Regions from separate parts of the Drosophila melanogaster genome. Here region 2 is linked to region 1. A link is a contact called in public Hi-C data. All regions are on one chromosome and are shown on one strand. The core of a region is the stretch at or near the end of the contact, and the rest is flanking DNA. Distances in the headings are between cores, read along the strand shown. Region 1 holds the start of enc (encore). Region 2 holds the start of Ccz1 (Caffeine, calcium, zinc sensitivity 1).

What was found. A called contact is a pair of places that touch in the nucleus more often than the background predicts.
Region 2: a Hi-C map of the Kc167 cell line shows a contact between it and region 1, with 3 times the contacts expected there. The contact joins the promoter of Ccz1 here to the promoter of enc in region 1. A contact is called at or near these places in 1 of 1 datasets of contacts at CTCF or cohesin (the Kc167 cell line), 25 of 107 Hi-C or Micro-C datasets (the Clone 8 cell line, the D17-c3 cell line, the Kc167 cell line and 8 more) and 5 of 6 datasets of contacts at active chromatin or transcription factors (the Kc167 cell line and the S2 cell line).

Annotation. Positions count from the first base shown.
Region 1 is chr3L:3,814,883-3,821,937 of dm6, forward strand. enc (encore) reads left to right here and starts at 3,797. Exons shown (of 12, transcript NM_206270.2): 1 at 3,797-4,038. Scsalpha1 (Succinyl-coenzyme A synthetase alpha subunit 1) reads left to right here. Exons shown (of 4, transcript NM_079181.4): 2 at 1,750-2,198; 3 at 2,555-2,839; 4 at 2,902-3,501. The coding sequence ends at 3,117. Acp63F (Accessory gland protein 63F) reads right to left here and starts at 1,472. Exons shown (of 3, transcript NM_079182.3): 1 at 1,436-1,472; 2 at 1,219-1,374; 3 at 957-1,164. The coding sequence starts at 1,463. The coding sequence ends at 1,103. It overlaps lncRNA:CR43932 (long non-coding RNA:CR43932), which reads right to left and starts at 358. Exons shown (of 3, transcript NR_073910.1): 1 at 307-358; 2 at 54-241. It also overlaps lncRNA:CR45034.
Region 2 is chr3L:3,896,495-3,903,549 of dm6, forward strand. It overlaps Ccz1 (Caffeine, calcium, zinc sensitivity 1), which reads right to left and starts at 2,662. Exons shown (of 4, transcript NM_139578.3): 1 at 2,521-2,662; 2 at 2,368-2,465; 3 at 1,510-2,303; 4 at 950-1,446. The coding sequence starts at 2,604. The coding sequence ends at 965. It overlaps Ubi-p63E (Ubiquitin-63E), which reads right to left and starts at 6,690. Exons shown (of 2, transcript NM_168043.3): 1 at 6,510-6,690; 2 at 2,937-5,276. The coding sequence starts at 5,265. The coding sequence ends at 2,974. It overlaps Gr63a (Gustatory receptor 63a), which reads right to left and starts at 109. Exons shown (of 3, transcript NM_001144411.1): 1 at 1-109. The coding sequence starts at 109. Lamtor4 (Late endosomal/lysosomal adaptor, MAPK and MTOR activator 4) reads left to right here and starts at 406. Exons shown (of 2, transcript NM_139577.3): 1 at 406-597; 2 at 654-1,004. The coding sequence starts at 443. The coding sequence ends at 861. It also overlaps Sc2.

The DNA of each region.
Region 1 (7,055 bases), core at 2,547-5,046:
GAAAGCATGGATAAACTTAGTATCGTTCTAAAAGTCAAACTGGTCAGACCTACCTGGCAAACCATTTACTTTACGAAAGCAGACTTCGGTCTTCAGGAAGCTGGCAGTAAGGAAGGTATAGTGGCAATCCGCTGTTATTCCGCACCATGGATCTGCTTTCACCGTAGCTGAATTGGGGGGTTCAAGAACTTTTGGCATTCTTCAACAGTTAGGACACCATTGACTTCTATCATTGTTACAACTGTCACAGGGATGAAACCATACCATGTTTATAGGTATATTCCCATTAAATCTTAGGTAACTCACTGAGTATAAGGATATATCCGAAAATCTTCATGGTGAGATTGAGATTGAATGTTTCGCAAGTGTTGCAGGGTTTTACAAAGATTAGCTGCTAATTACCGAAACATGTCGTATTTAAGGCGATTAAAGCAACAGGTGTGGAATTTCTTAACAAATGTCAAGGCCACAAAAGGCGGTGTTTCTAAACTTTAGATTACATAGATTTTTAAAATGGTAAAAATGAAGAGTTAAATCTTTATTGAAAGTGATCAAGGATATAAAATGCCTTATAATATAAAAAAGTTATTTTCCTTATCTAGTTTTCCTGCATCTGGGTTTACCCCGGGGACACCTTCCGGCCTTGATTTTCAGAAATACTGGACATGTAAATAAGGTTAGGCGAACTGAATACGATAATTGAATTGAACCTACGAGGCTTTCCCAGTTCAGTCAGTTTGCACTGCTCTTGTCCAACGTGCAAAAGACTCAAGCCTTGGAAGTTACAGGTAGCGGCAAACGCGCAGAATGGACTTCCAGCTTTTATAAATCCTTCACAGACACTCTTTCCATTCGCAGTCTCGAATATATTCATAACTGCAGTGGTTGAATAGTTCAGAACGTATGTATTTACTCGCAGTTTCTTGCGTAGAAACTCACTCAGAAATAATAAGAAGCTCAAAGCTTTCATAATCGCACGCAGATTGAGTAGTTTACATATAATTTAATGCTTTAAAATGCTTCTCAGAAGAATTATAGAATATAGGTATTTATAATGCCTTTAATTGAAACATATATGCATGGAAATATTGGAACAATATTACTATTTTAACGAGCAACGCGGTTTACCATGGAGACATTTTCCGGGAATTAGTTCGATGAATCCTAAACGAATCGATTAAGTTTTCTGAAACACAAAAGGTGTCAACAATTACCCACCTGGTTTTCCGTTTTCTTTGCGTTCACACGACACCCTTTTGAGGTAACTTGGATTTGGACCATCTAAGTTACAATCGGGAAGTATTCCGCAGTGAGGATCAAGATTTAGATAAATTGCTTGGTTGCATTTGCTCATAGCATGCACACTTGAAATGACTAAAGGGGATGTAAAAGTAAAACAATTTCGGTTAGCAACATAAGCTCCAAAAAAACTCACACAGAATAAAAACGATGATAGCTTTCATCTTGCAAAGCGACTGATATTCTTAAAGAAAATACTCAACTTAAATAGATCTATATATGGCATGAGTTCTGGAACATATTCCATTCGATCTAGAAAATCAATTATGTGTACTTGGAAAATGGGCAAGAAATATAGGAATTTAATAAATAATAAACCTTTCTCGAACGTTACGCAAATGAAATTATCATGTAACTATGTAAGTTTACACTTGCAGGCTGGTTTATTAATATCCAAAATACTAAATTTCCAACTTTAGTCCTAAAATGATTCATTCTTACATTTTTCAGATGGCTTCGTGGCCGGAGTGCGCTGCAATTCGCAGTACAACAAGACGCGCGGCAACTTGAAGCTGAACGGCGATTCGCGGGTGATCTGCCAGGGATTCACCGGCAAACAGGGCACGTTCCACAGCCAACAGGCTCTGGAGTACGGCACCAAGTTGGTCGGCGGCATTTCCCCCAAGAAGGGAGGCACCCAGCATCTGGGACTGCCCGTCTTCGCTTCGGTGGCGGAGGCCAAGAAGGCCACCGATCCACATGCCACCGTCATCTATGTGCCACCACCGGGCGCTGCGGCCGCCATCATCGAGGCTCTGGAAGCGGAGATCCCCCTGATCGTTTGCATTACGGAGGGTGTGCCGCAGCACGACATGGTGAAGGTGAAGCACGCCCTCATCAGCCAGAGCAAGTCGCGATTGGTGGGTCCCAACTGCCCGGGAATCATCGCCCCCGAACAGGTTCGTACATCTCCAGCGCTTGAGAGATAAGCTTGGCCAGAGGGCAAAGTCCACGTTCATCTGGTGGTTTTCTTATCTCTTGGTATGACGCTCGCTTTGAACTACATATATCTGTTTACTATTCCGTTTTCAATTTGCTTATTGTTAATGTATAAACAGGCCTCCATTGACACACCCTTAAATTTGGGCATTGAACTTTGCACCTGAAGTTGGTGGAATTTGCGGACGATACGTTTTTTATTACCATTTATAACGCTTATCTTTCTATGCGTCACAAAACTTAGTGATTACCCACTTCACTCCACTTTCAGTTAAGTCAATTGTATAATCTTAAACTATGTTTTTTCTGATTGCAGTGCAAGATCGGCATCATGCCGGGTCACATTCACAAGCGCGGCAAGATCGGCGTGGTCTCGCGCTCGGGAACCTTGACCTACGAGGCCGTGCACCAGACCACGGAGGTGGGTCTGGGCCAGACCCTGTGCGTGGGCATTGGAGGCGATCCGTTCAACGGAACCGACTTCATCGACTGCCTGGAGGTCTTCCTCAAGGATCCCGAGACCAAGGGCATCATCCTGATCGGCGAGATCGGAGGCGTTGCCGAGGAGAAGGCTGCCGACTACCTGACCGAGTACAATTCGGTATGAGAAGCCATCACGGATCAATGTATTTCATTGCTAAATGTTTTTGTATCCTATTGCAGGGCATCAAGGCCAAGCCTGTCGTCTCGTTCATTGCCGGAGTGTCGGCGCCACCCGGCCGTCGCATGGGTCACGCTGGAGCCATCATTTCCGGAGGAAAGGGAGGTGCCAACGACAAGATCGCCGCCCTGGAGAAGGCCGGCGTCATTGTGACCAGGAGTCCTGCCAAAATGGGCCACGAGCTCTTCAAGGAGATGAAGCGTCTGGAGTTAGTGTAAATAATTAAAGGCCATAACCAAACCGGAATCCGTACGCCGATCAAAGCGTATACGCAAACTCATGATGATGAACCTAACGTTAAGCTAAAAGTGTCGAAAATCGAAATTGCATTCGAGCGAACCCAAATAAATTATTGTGAAAAATTACTAGAGAGAAACGAGAGGCGTTGAATTGTGACATGTATTCCAAGAATTAAGTTAACTACTGCCGTACCACCAAGTTGAACTAAAATAACTCGCACCAAAACCAAGATTTCTAATTGTTATTGCACTCGGCTCATTGTTTGTGTTGCGAACAGATTTTTGCCTTAATTTTAAATGCCTGCTCGAATTATCAATGCGAATTGTATCTGAATGTGTAATAAATATGCATAAAAACAGGATAGATGTGGTGAATTTTCGTGGTTTTAGCTATACAAGCCATATCCTTTGAAAATATGAATTTTCAGGTCAATTTATTTAATCTAAACTAAAATTCTTTGGAGAAGAATTAACAAAACAATAATTTATGAAAAGCAATGCTTACCATATTAAAAAAAGATTTAAGGAAATTTAAAAAAATGTAGTTTTCTACTTTCGATATTTAATGGGATCGACTTGCAAACATCAAGAGCACACATCGATAGAGCGGAAGTTTCGATTAACTCGTGAAATATCTGGCAACATTAATATCGAACTGCCATCGCTTTTTGTGCCAGCTCTAATAAACATATATATGTTTTAGGGCCGCGATTGAAAATGCGTGCCACAAAGGCCTAAACAAACTTGGAAAACACCGCGAAAAACGTCAGAAGCTATAGTGCCGATTCGCATATTGTTCGCCACCCCGGAAAAGTGTGAAAATCGCAGATAATCAAAAGGGAGAGCAACCAAAGGAAAAGCAACAACAACGACTCGCCATGGGCAGCAGAACTGAAAATGGTGAGTTTCTAAGAAAATGTCCCTAAATTTCGTTAGCACTGTCCCTTTTCTCGCAAAGCGTGTTGGAAATGATGTGAACATAATAATATTAGTGCGCTTATTATTACTATTGCAACATTTTCGGTTTTTGCAGCCGCCGGTTGCGGTTGCATTTTAAAGTGCACTACATACGCACACACACACATGTGCACATACAAATTTATCACCTCGCATGTATGTATGTATGTGACGGAGTAGTGCATGCCTTTTAGTAGGGCTGCCGGGAAGGCCCCGTTATCTGATTCCGGGTATGTCTAATTGGAGTTGTTAGTTGGAATTTTCGTTCGCCGAGGAACTTTATTGAAAAAAAGTTGTAGCATGGCTAATACCAGGAGTTCATGGCCTTGACGCTCGCAATACATAGTGCTGCATTGAAAATAATAAATTATGGGATTGTTGGTAGCAGATTGGTAGCTTAATTGCTCACATAATTCTTCGATTTAATATTATGCCAATGCTTCCGTACTTTTAATATAATATATATTCAATATCCTACTTTAAAAAAATATTATTATGAAACGAGAAATATAGCTAGAAGTATTATTCTTTATTATTCTTTAGTTTTAAGTTTTTAAAATGTTGATCCGAAATATCAGGTTGAGTTAAAAGTAATGTAAATGTAAAATATATTTTACAAACAGCACGTCATTATTACTTCGGATATGAAAAACCACTTAAGGATGCGTCCTATCTATATATTATGTAGATTTTTGTGTATAAGCTTTAGGATAAATAGTTTTGAAAACTGTTGCTGCTGCTGCAGATCGATTACAAAACGCCGAAAAATGTGCGTTCCAGTTCGCTAGGAACCCTCAACTTCTGGTGACATATCGCATTCTTGCAAACATTTTTGTAAGTTTTCTTCCTCTTCGCGTTTGCTCGATTTATAGAGAATGCTTTTGTTTGTGTTTAAAATAGATTCGAAATGGCTCTTTGGCCTGCGTCCGCCATTGTCGGCGTTTTCGAGTGGGTTTTATTGAAAATCTATTTTGCGAATTATCCGACCAGCCCGGCTATATCCCCCCTCCCTCCACTTCCCTGGGCCTTTCTCACATTTGTCTCCAATTCTCTTACATCGCTGGCGTCGCAATAATGTCGTCAGTTTTTTGTTTATTCGCTCTCCCAAACACCGAAACACGCAAAAAATAGTTCTTATTTTTGTTAAATCCACACAAATTTTCTTGAGTGAAAGTGAAGATTTTATCTTATTAGTGATTGTAGCTTCTATCAAAAAGTGTGAGTTTAGGAAAGTTTGGGTTTTGAATATCTGGACTCATTGGTCTTTCAATGCAAGTGTCCACTGTACTTTATAATACAATTTATACTAAAAACGTCGCTGTTTTGTTTTCGTCTGTTTATTGTTTTATTTGGATACTCGCATCTAATGATTCCACCGATGATGACCGATTTTCGGTCGATGATGCCGTGATGAGGATGATGTATCTTTGCTGATGCTCTAAACGAAATGTCGTCGTTGTCACACAATGTTGTAGTTGTTTCCTTAGTGGCTGCTGCTACTTAGTTAGTCGATTGTGATGCGCTCGGATTCGCTTCGGCCTTCCGTTTCGCACTCATTACACAAACAAAAAAAGATTGAACACAAGTCTTACTGCAAAAACTCGCGAAACCGAAGCATTTTTCATGCGAGAATGTCGAGAATTTGTGTAAATTAATTTATTGCCTTCGCTCATGCCACTTTCTATATCGGATGGCATTTTATTTGCATTTTTTGAAACACATTCTGGCAGGCGTACATCTTTTGATTTCGCATTTCGATATTTCAGCAGGCAAACTCCTGTTAGTAGAATTTTTATTGAGTTAAAAAAAATGTAACTTGTAATTTAAAGCAAAATTTTTATAGTCCACATAATTGAATATTGAAAAACATTGGTTGTTTTCTACCTTTCCAAAGAGCTCATCTGATGCCTTGAATAAATCAGGAAAAATAAATATACTCGTGCCCACAAGCGTTTTATGTTTTGAAGGTAAAATTAAAAAAATTATTTTTTTTATATATATACACTGGGAATAATTAATATTTGGCTGATTACTTGTCAACGAAGATGCGCTGTACTTTATTTAGTCTGCTGCTTATGAATAATCGCCTGTGATAAGAGCAGACACATCACATCGGTTACGCCAGTTTTGTTTTTGATTTTGATTTGGCTCAAAGAGCCCCATCAGTTCCACACACCTGCCCCACCGCTGTCCTCTGTAGATTCCGCAGACAAAGTTGCGATGCCAAGCAAATTCTATTCCCGTAGAAGCGAAGGAGGTGACTGGGTGGTGGCTTTAGGTCCGTGCAGATGCTTTTTGCATATTTCATAATTCCCGCAGATGGCCTGAGCGCGGGGAAAGCCGAAGACAACAATCAAATGGCCCCAAATGTCGGCTCCCAGGTGCCCCTTTTCGTATGCAACGGGCATGTCTCATATGCCAAATGAATGAATGATTGAGGAGACTGAAAGTCTAGCTCTCTTCTCCTACTCCTATTAATATTTTCCCTTAAGCTATGAGCACCATTTAGCCGTTTACAGGACATCTGCTAGTCAGGATTCTCTGTTCGCCAGCTGTGCTTAGCTCGGCTTTTTCTGCGCTCTGCCGCAGAACTCAATGGCTGCTTAACGTGGCCTTAAAAGTTTTGGCCGTCTGTCACGAAAAAACCAAAGCAGAAACGATAGCTGACAAAAGTTTAAAGATTTTAAGATATTTAGCTGCTTGATAGTAGACATTTAGATGTGTAAAATTGTTTACGTTACCAGTATAATTACTATTGGAACTAAATGGAAATGTTAGTCGTCATATCGCCGAATAAAATCTGTCATAATCAGGGTTTTAGCAAGAGCCTTTTTGGTTGGGGGCGCGCTTGAATGAAGACTTCTTTGGCTGGCCTCTTCCATCTGTCTGTCTGGGTCAAGTGAGTGGAGGCGATGGTAGCCTTGCCCGCCTTCCACCAGCTTTCTTGGCCAGGCGTTTGT
Region 2 (7,055 bases), core at 1,412-3,911, 80 kb after region 1:
TGGAGTACTTGCGGACCCCGTACAAGTATGCCTGGGCATTAGCACTGTTCAGCGGTTTTGCATTGAGGAACACCGCGTCACCCTTCTTGCGTCGATAGTAGTTGGCCATTCCGGAGAGACTGTGTCCGGAATTTCCTTGTCCGTGGCCTTTTACCACTTTTTCGCCAGACGGACGCATTAGCCATGCACCTGCACACGCCCCCTTATCGACCACGCCCTCTGTTGACTTAGAGCCGGAGTTTTAGTTTCCTGTTGATGTGCGTTGTTTGTCTTTTGAATGAATTAACCTTAGCCCGGTGTCCCAATTTCGAATTTGTGTCAATGGCGCGCATGTGGCAATTTACAACACTGAAACCGGGCTGCCAGGCTACCGATTTGGTATCTAAATGGATCTAGTCCGGTCACACTGGTGGGTGTGGGTGCGAAAGATAAATAAATAAATATGTTGAAAATGGACAGGGAAAAGTTGATTGTGCCCAATCAAATTGGCTATCTGATACTAAAGGAAGATGGAGCAGTTCTGGAGTCCGGCGGAGATCTGAAGAACGATGAGCGCAGTGCAAATGTGATAATGGGATTACTAAATCTCACAGAGACGTGCGTTTTTAAACAAAGGATGAAGGAATTTTGTAATAATTACGCCTATATTGTAGCATCGACGAGTCCTTCATGCCGAGCAGCAGCTGCGAGAGGATCACCATCGATTACGAGCATCACTACTACAGCATCTGCATGTCCAACCGTAGAATATACATCATTAAGATCAGCAAATCGCAGAATGGCGTCACCACGACCACGAGCTCCTCCTCGTCGAACAGCGTGTATAACGATGCCAGCGATTCCGGGGCAGTGCTGGCTTGAAATCCGTCGTCGGATGTCCGACCCACTTGCAGATTCTGTTGGCAAGCAACCGGACAAAGACCCCACAATTGGCGCACTCCCATTATTTACCTAATCCTCCTCTTTATTTGTCAAAAAATACATCATCTGTGAGCTCTTGCTCGAAAATGCGCCTCGCTTCCTGGGTGACGTCCAGCAAGGTGGCCTTGCTATTGCACAGGATCACATAGTACTGCCTGTAGTTACAGCGCCGCTTCACAATCCAATAGTCATTGGTGGTCTTGACCTGAACTTCCTCGGCAGGAGCACTCTCCATTTCCGCCTTGCCACTGCCATTGGCCAAGTCCGCAATGATACTAAGCACATTGCGGGGCAGCCCTTGGGGCAGGTGCCTCTGAAAGTTCGTGTGGTGCTGCAGGCTTTGTTCGTTAATGAACAAGTACTTCGGCGCCGTTTCGCTGTTCCCGCTGGAGTTGTCCTGGCCTGCAGCACCCACCGCCTCCTTTGTCAACTCGCTGGATATGTCCCGGGCCAACGAAGTCAGTTGGGGAGCCATGTAGGCATGGAGATCGTCGTAGAGATCTTGTTTCGGCGCAACCTGGTCAGCTGACAAATGTGGAATGTTTCAAGTTGATTATTTTGGCTATTTAGTTCTAATCCTTAACATACCATTCAGAAACAGACACAGAGTTATGTGCAAAGCGCGGTAGATGAGCAAGTAGTAGGGTTTGGCCTCCTTGTCCAGTGTCACATAGACCTTCATTGGATGATCTTCCTCATTCACAGCGTCATGTTCATCTCCTGCGACCTTCTGACGACTTCTTACGAATCCGCCCACCTGGCATTCACTTATGCTTCGCTTTAGTGAAGGAGAAACTGCAATGGTGGAACTGCTGGCCTCGACTTTCAGCACGTGTTGCACGACATACGAGTGCACGCAGTGCAGATCCTCCGGGCTAAGTTTTCCGCCACAAAGGACCTGCTCCTGGTAGAGCATTATGCTCTCCTTGATGTCGGGGAAGGTCTCGCACAGGGTGCCAAAGTTTTGGGCCCGCAAGAAGAGCGTTTTATCCAATGGCAGATACTGAATGGAATGCAGCATATCGATGATATCACATTGCGCGGGATCCCTCAGGTTGGTCAGATGCTGATCATAGAACTGGAGTAGCTTCTGGCAGAGCAGTTCCCTACGCTTATCCGGATTAGGTTCTTCACTTCCGCAGGAGGAGAAACATCCGTTTTGAAAGCGAAACATTTGATAGCATTGTCTAAGTATTGCTCTATAAATCCTGTCGGAGATCTCGGCACCCCGATAATCGGCCACCTCCACGCCCTCCTTTAAGCGCACCTCCTTGGGAACATTCAGGACCAGTACTAACCAATACCCTGGCTCGGGTTGGTAGAAGAGTTGTGTGGTTTTCTGGGTATGCAAGGCCTGGCAATCATCTTCAGATGTAAAAGTTCTGCAAGTACAGCAAACTCTGTATTATTACCCACTTCCCTCTATGTAAAAAGTTCCATAAATACCCAGTGAACCTTATGATGGCCTCACTTAGTCCCACATCTTTGATTTTCGTATTTAATTCAATGTCATTTGGATGGTAAAACAAAACCTTCTTGTGTTCCTGAAAAAAATTACTCATTAGGGGCGTTTCTTAGCCTTAAAATTGATTTGCCAACCTCGCCTTCAACTTGGCCAAAAGTCGAGTTAAAAATGTAAAAGCTGCGTAACGTAATTTCTACGCGTTGCAATAATTTAGCCATTTCTTTCCGCACAGAATTAAAAGTATTTATTTTGGCCAAAGGTAAATAATGAAAAGGTACTAACGCGTCCGTGTTTGCCAACCAGGGTTACATTTTACCAAATGTAGTGTGCTAGTATATACCAAACGTTTCCAGTACCAAATTAAAAAAAATACCACACAATTAATAAGCGAATTTAAAGCTTTTTCATTTATTTTGGAATTTAATAGATTTAATAAAATTTATGTCATGGCGTTTACTGAAATTTAGAATTTTTCTGATGTCTTCCCTTTTGACAATGCAGAAAGGAAAGTGGCCATCCATAATCTCCTCATATTTATTTAGAGTGAAGTGCGTGCTAAATTGTGTTTATTTGGAAATGTATTTAGTTTAAGCCTGGATTCCTCCACGGAGACGGAGCACCAAGTGAAGGGTCGATTCCTTCTGGATGTTGTAATCGGACAGGGTGCGTCCATCCTCAAGCTGCTTGCCGGCGAAGATCAGACGCTGCTGATCTGGGGGAATTCCCTCCTTGTCTTGGATCTTAGCCTTAACATTCTCAATGGTGTCCGAGGGCTCTACCTCGAGGGTGATGGTCTTTCCGGTCAAAGTCTTCACGAAGATCTGCATACCACCACGGAGACGAAGGACCAAGTGAAGGGTGGACTCCTTCTGGATGTTGTAATCGGACAGGGTGCGTCCATCCTCAAGCTGCTTGCCGGCGAAGATCAGACGCTGCTGATCTGGGGGAATTCCCTCCTTGTCTTGGATCTTAGCCTTAACATTCTCAATGGTGTCCGAAGGCTCTACCTCGAGGGTGATGGTCTTTCCGGTCAAAGTCTTCACGAAGATCTGCATACCACCACGGAGACGAAGGACCAAGTGAAGGGTGGACTCCTTCTGGATGTTGTAATCGGACAGGGTGCGTCCATCCTCAAGCTGCTTGCCGGCGAAGATCAGACGCTGCTGATCTGGGGGAATTCCCTCCTTGTCTTGGATCTTAGCCTTAACATTCTCAATTGTGTCCGATGGCTCTACCTCGAGGGTGATGGTCTTTCCGGTCAAAGTCTTCACGAAGATCTGCATACCACCACGAAGACGAAGGACCAAGTGAAGGGTGGACTCCTTCTGGATGTTGTAATCGGACAGGGTGCGTCCATCCTCAAGCTGCTTGCCGGCGAAGATCAGACGCTGCTGATCTGGGGGAATTCCCTCCTTGTCTTGGATCTTAGCCTTAACATTCTCAATGGTGTCCGAAGGCTCTACCTCGAGGGTGATGGTCTTTCCGGTCAAAGTCTTCACGAAGATCTGCATACCACCACGGAGACGAAGGACCAAGTGAAGGGTGGACTCCTTCTGGATGTTGTAATCGGACAGGGTGCGTCCATCCTCAAGCTGCTTGCCGGCGAAGATCAGACGCTGCTGATCTGGGGGGATTCCCTCCTTATCCTGAATCTTGGCCTTCACATTCTCAATGGTGTCCGATGGCTCTACCTCGAGGGTGATGGTCTTTCCGGTCAAAGTCTTCACGAAGATCTGCATACCACCACGGAGACGAAGGACCAAGTGAAGGGTGGACTCCTTCTGGATGTTGTAATCGGACAGGGTGCGTCCATCCTCAAGCTGCTTGCCGGCGAAGATCAGACGCTGCTGATCTGGGGGAATTCCCTCCTTGTCTTGGATCTTAGCCTTAACATTCTCAATTGTGTCCGATGGCTCTACCTCGAGGGTGATGGTCTTTCCGGTCAAAGTCTTCACGAAGATCTGCATACCACCACGAAGACGAAGGACCAAGTGAAGGGTGGACTCCTTCTGAATGTTGTAATCGGACAGGGTGCGTCCATCCTCAAGCTGCTTGCCAGCGAAGATCAGACGCTGCTGATCTGGGGGAATTCCCTCCTTGTCTTGGATCTTAGCCTTAACATTCTCAATGGTGTCCGAAGGCTCTACCTCGAGGGTGATGGTCTTTCCGGTCAAAGTCTTCACGAAGATCTGCATACCACCACGGAGACGAAGGACCAAGTGAAGGGTGGACTCCTTCTGGATGTTGTAATCGGACAGGGTGCGTCCATCCTCAAGCTGCTTGCCGGCGAAGATCAGACGCTGCTGATCTGGGGGAATTCCCTCCTTGTCTTGGATCTTAGCCTTAACATTCTCAATTGTGTCCGATGGCTCTACCTCGAGGGTGATGGTCTTTCCGGTCAAAGTCTTCACGAAGATCTGCATACCACCACGGAGACGAAGGACCAAGTGAAGGGTGGACTCCTTCTGGATGTTGTAATCGGACAGGGTGCGTCCATCCTCAAGCTGCTTGCCAGCGAAGATCAGACGCTGCTGATCTGGGGGGATTCCCTCCTTATCCTGAATCTTGGCCTTCACATTCTCAATGGTGTCCGATGGCTCTACCTCGAGGGTGATGGTCTTTCCGGTCAAAGTCTTCACGAAGATCTGCATACCACCACGGAGACGAAGGACCAAGTGAAGGGTGGACTCCTTCTGAATGTTGTAATCGGACAGGGTGCGTCCGTCTTCCAGTTGCTTGCCGGCGAAGATCAGACGCTGCTGATCTGGGGGAATTCCTTCCTTGTCTTGGATCTTAGCCTTAACATTCTCAATGGTGTCCGAGGGCTCTACCTCGAGGGTGATGGTCTTTCCGGTCAAAGTCTTCACAAAGATCTGCATTTTGGATTATTCTGCGGGAAGAAAATAGAGATGTGGAAAATTAGTACGAAATCAGACGAGTTTCGTTGAAATTACAAAACTATTGAAACTAACTTTCTGGCTGGGGAATAAAAATGGGAAACTTATTTATCGACGCCAACTTTGTTGAGAAACCCCTATTAACCCTCTACGAATATTGGAACAAAGGAAAGCGAAGAAACAGGGAACAAAGGGTAGTTGAGAAACCTTTGTTCCGTTGCTTCGTCATCGTTTTCGTGTTGCGAGTGTGTGCATGTATGTATACACAGCTGAAATGCATGCATACACATTATTTTGTGTGTATATGGTGACGTCACAACTACAAGCAATAAGAAATTTTCAGACGTGGCTTTGTTTAAGCAACCTACTCTATTTCAGCTAAAAATAAGTGGATTTCGTTGGTAAAATACTTCAATTAACTAAACAACTAACTAATAACATGCACACAAATGCTCGAGTGCGTATGTGATTTCTCGAATTTTCAAATACGTCACTGCGAATTTCACAATTTGCCAATAAATCTTGGCGAAAATCAACACGTAAGTTTTATTTATAGATTTGTTTGCGTTTTGATGCCAATTCATTGGGAAAACGAGATGCGTGGCTGCCAATTTCTTATTTTGTAATTACGTAGAGCGTTGAATAAAAAAAAATGGCCGAACAAAGACCTTGAAATGCAGTTTTTCTTGAAATTACTCAACGTCTTGTTGCTCTTATTACTAATTGGTAACAGCGAGTTAAAAACTTACGTTTCTTGTGACTTTCGAGAATGTTCTTTTAATTGTACTTTAATCACCAACAATTAAGTATAAATTTTTCGCTGATTGCGCTTTACTTTCTGCTTGTACTTGCTGCTGCAAATGTCAATTGGTTTTGAAGGCGACCGTTCGCGAACGCTGTTTATATACCTTCGGTGTCCGTTGAAAATCACTAAAAAATACCGTAGTGTTCGTAACACTTTAGTACAGAGAAAAAAAATTGTGCCGAAATGTTTTTGATACGTACGAATACCTTGTATTAAAATTTTTTATGATTTCTATGTATCACTTTTTTTTTGTGTTTTTCGTTTAAACTCACCACAGTACAAAACAATAAAATATTTTTAAGACAATTTCAAATTGAGACCTTTCTCGTACTGACTTGACCGGCTGAATGAGGATTTCTACCTAGACGACCTACTTCTTACCATGACATTGAATGCAATGCCACCTTTGATCTAAACTTACAAAAGTCCAAGGCTTGTTAGGATTGGTGTTTTGGAATTTAAGACCCTTGTTAGTTTGCTTTTGAAATAGCACTGTCTTCTCTACCGGCTATAATTTTGAAACTCGCAGCTTGACTGGAAATTTAAAAAGTAATTCTGTGTAGGTAAAGGGTGTTTTAAAAGTGTGATGTGTTGAGCGTTGCGGCAACGACTGCTATTTATGTATATATTTTCAAAACTTATTGTTTTTGAAGTGTTTTAAATGGAGCTATCTGGCAACGCTGCGCATAATCTTACACAAGCTTTTCTTAATCCATTTTTAAGTAAAATTTGTTTATACTCTTTCGGCAAATAATTGTTAAATCGCTTTAAGTGGGCTTACATCTGGATAAGTAATGAAAACCTGGATAATATATTAATACATATAATCCACTGTGCTTTCCCCGTGTGTGGCCATATACCTAAAAAAGTTTATTTTCGCAGAGCCCCGCACGGTCACACTACGGTTCGGCGATTTTCGATTTTGGACAGTACTGATTGCAAGCGCACCGAAAGCAAAATGGAGCTG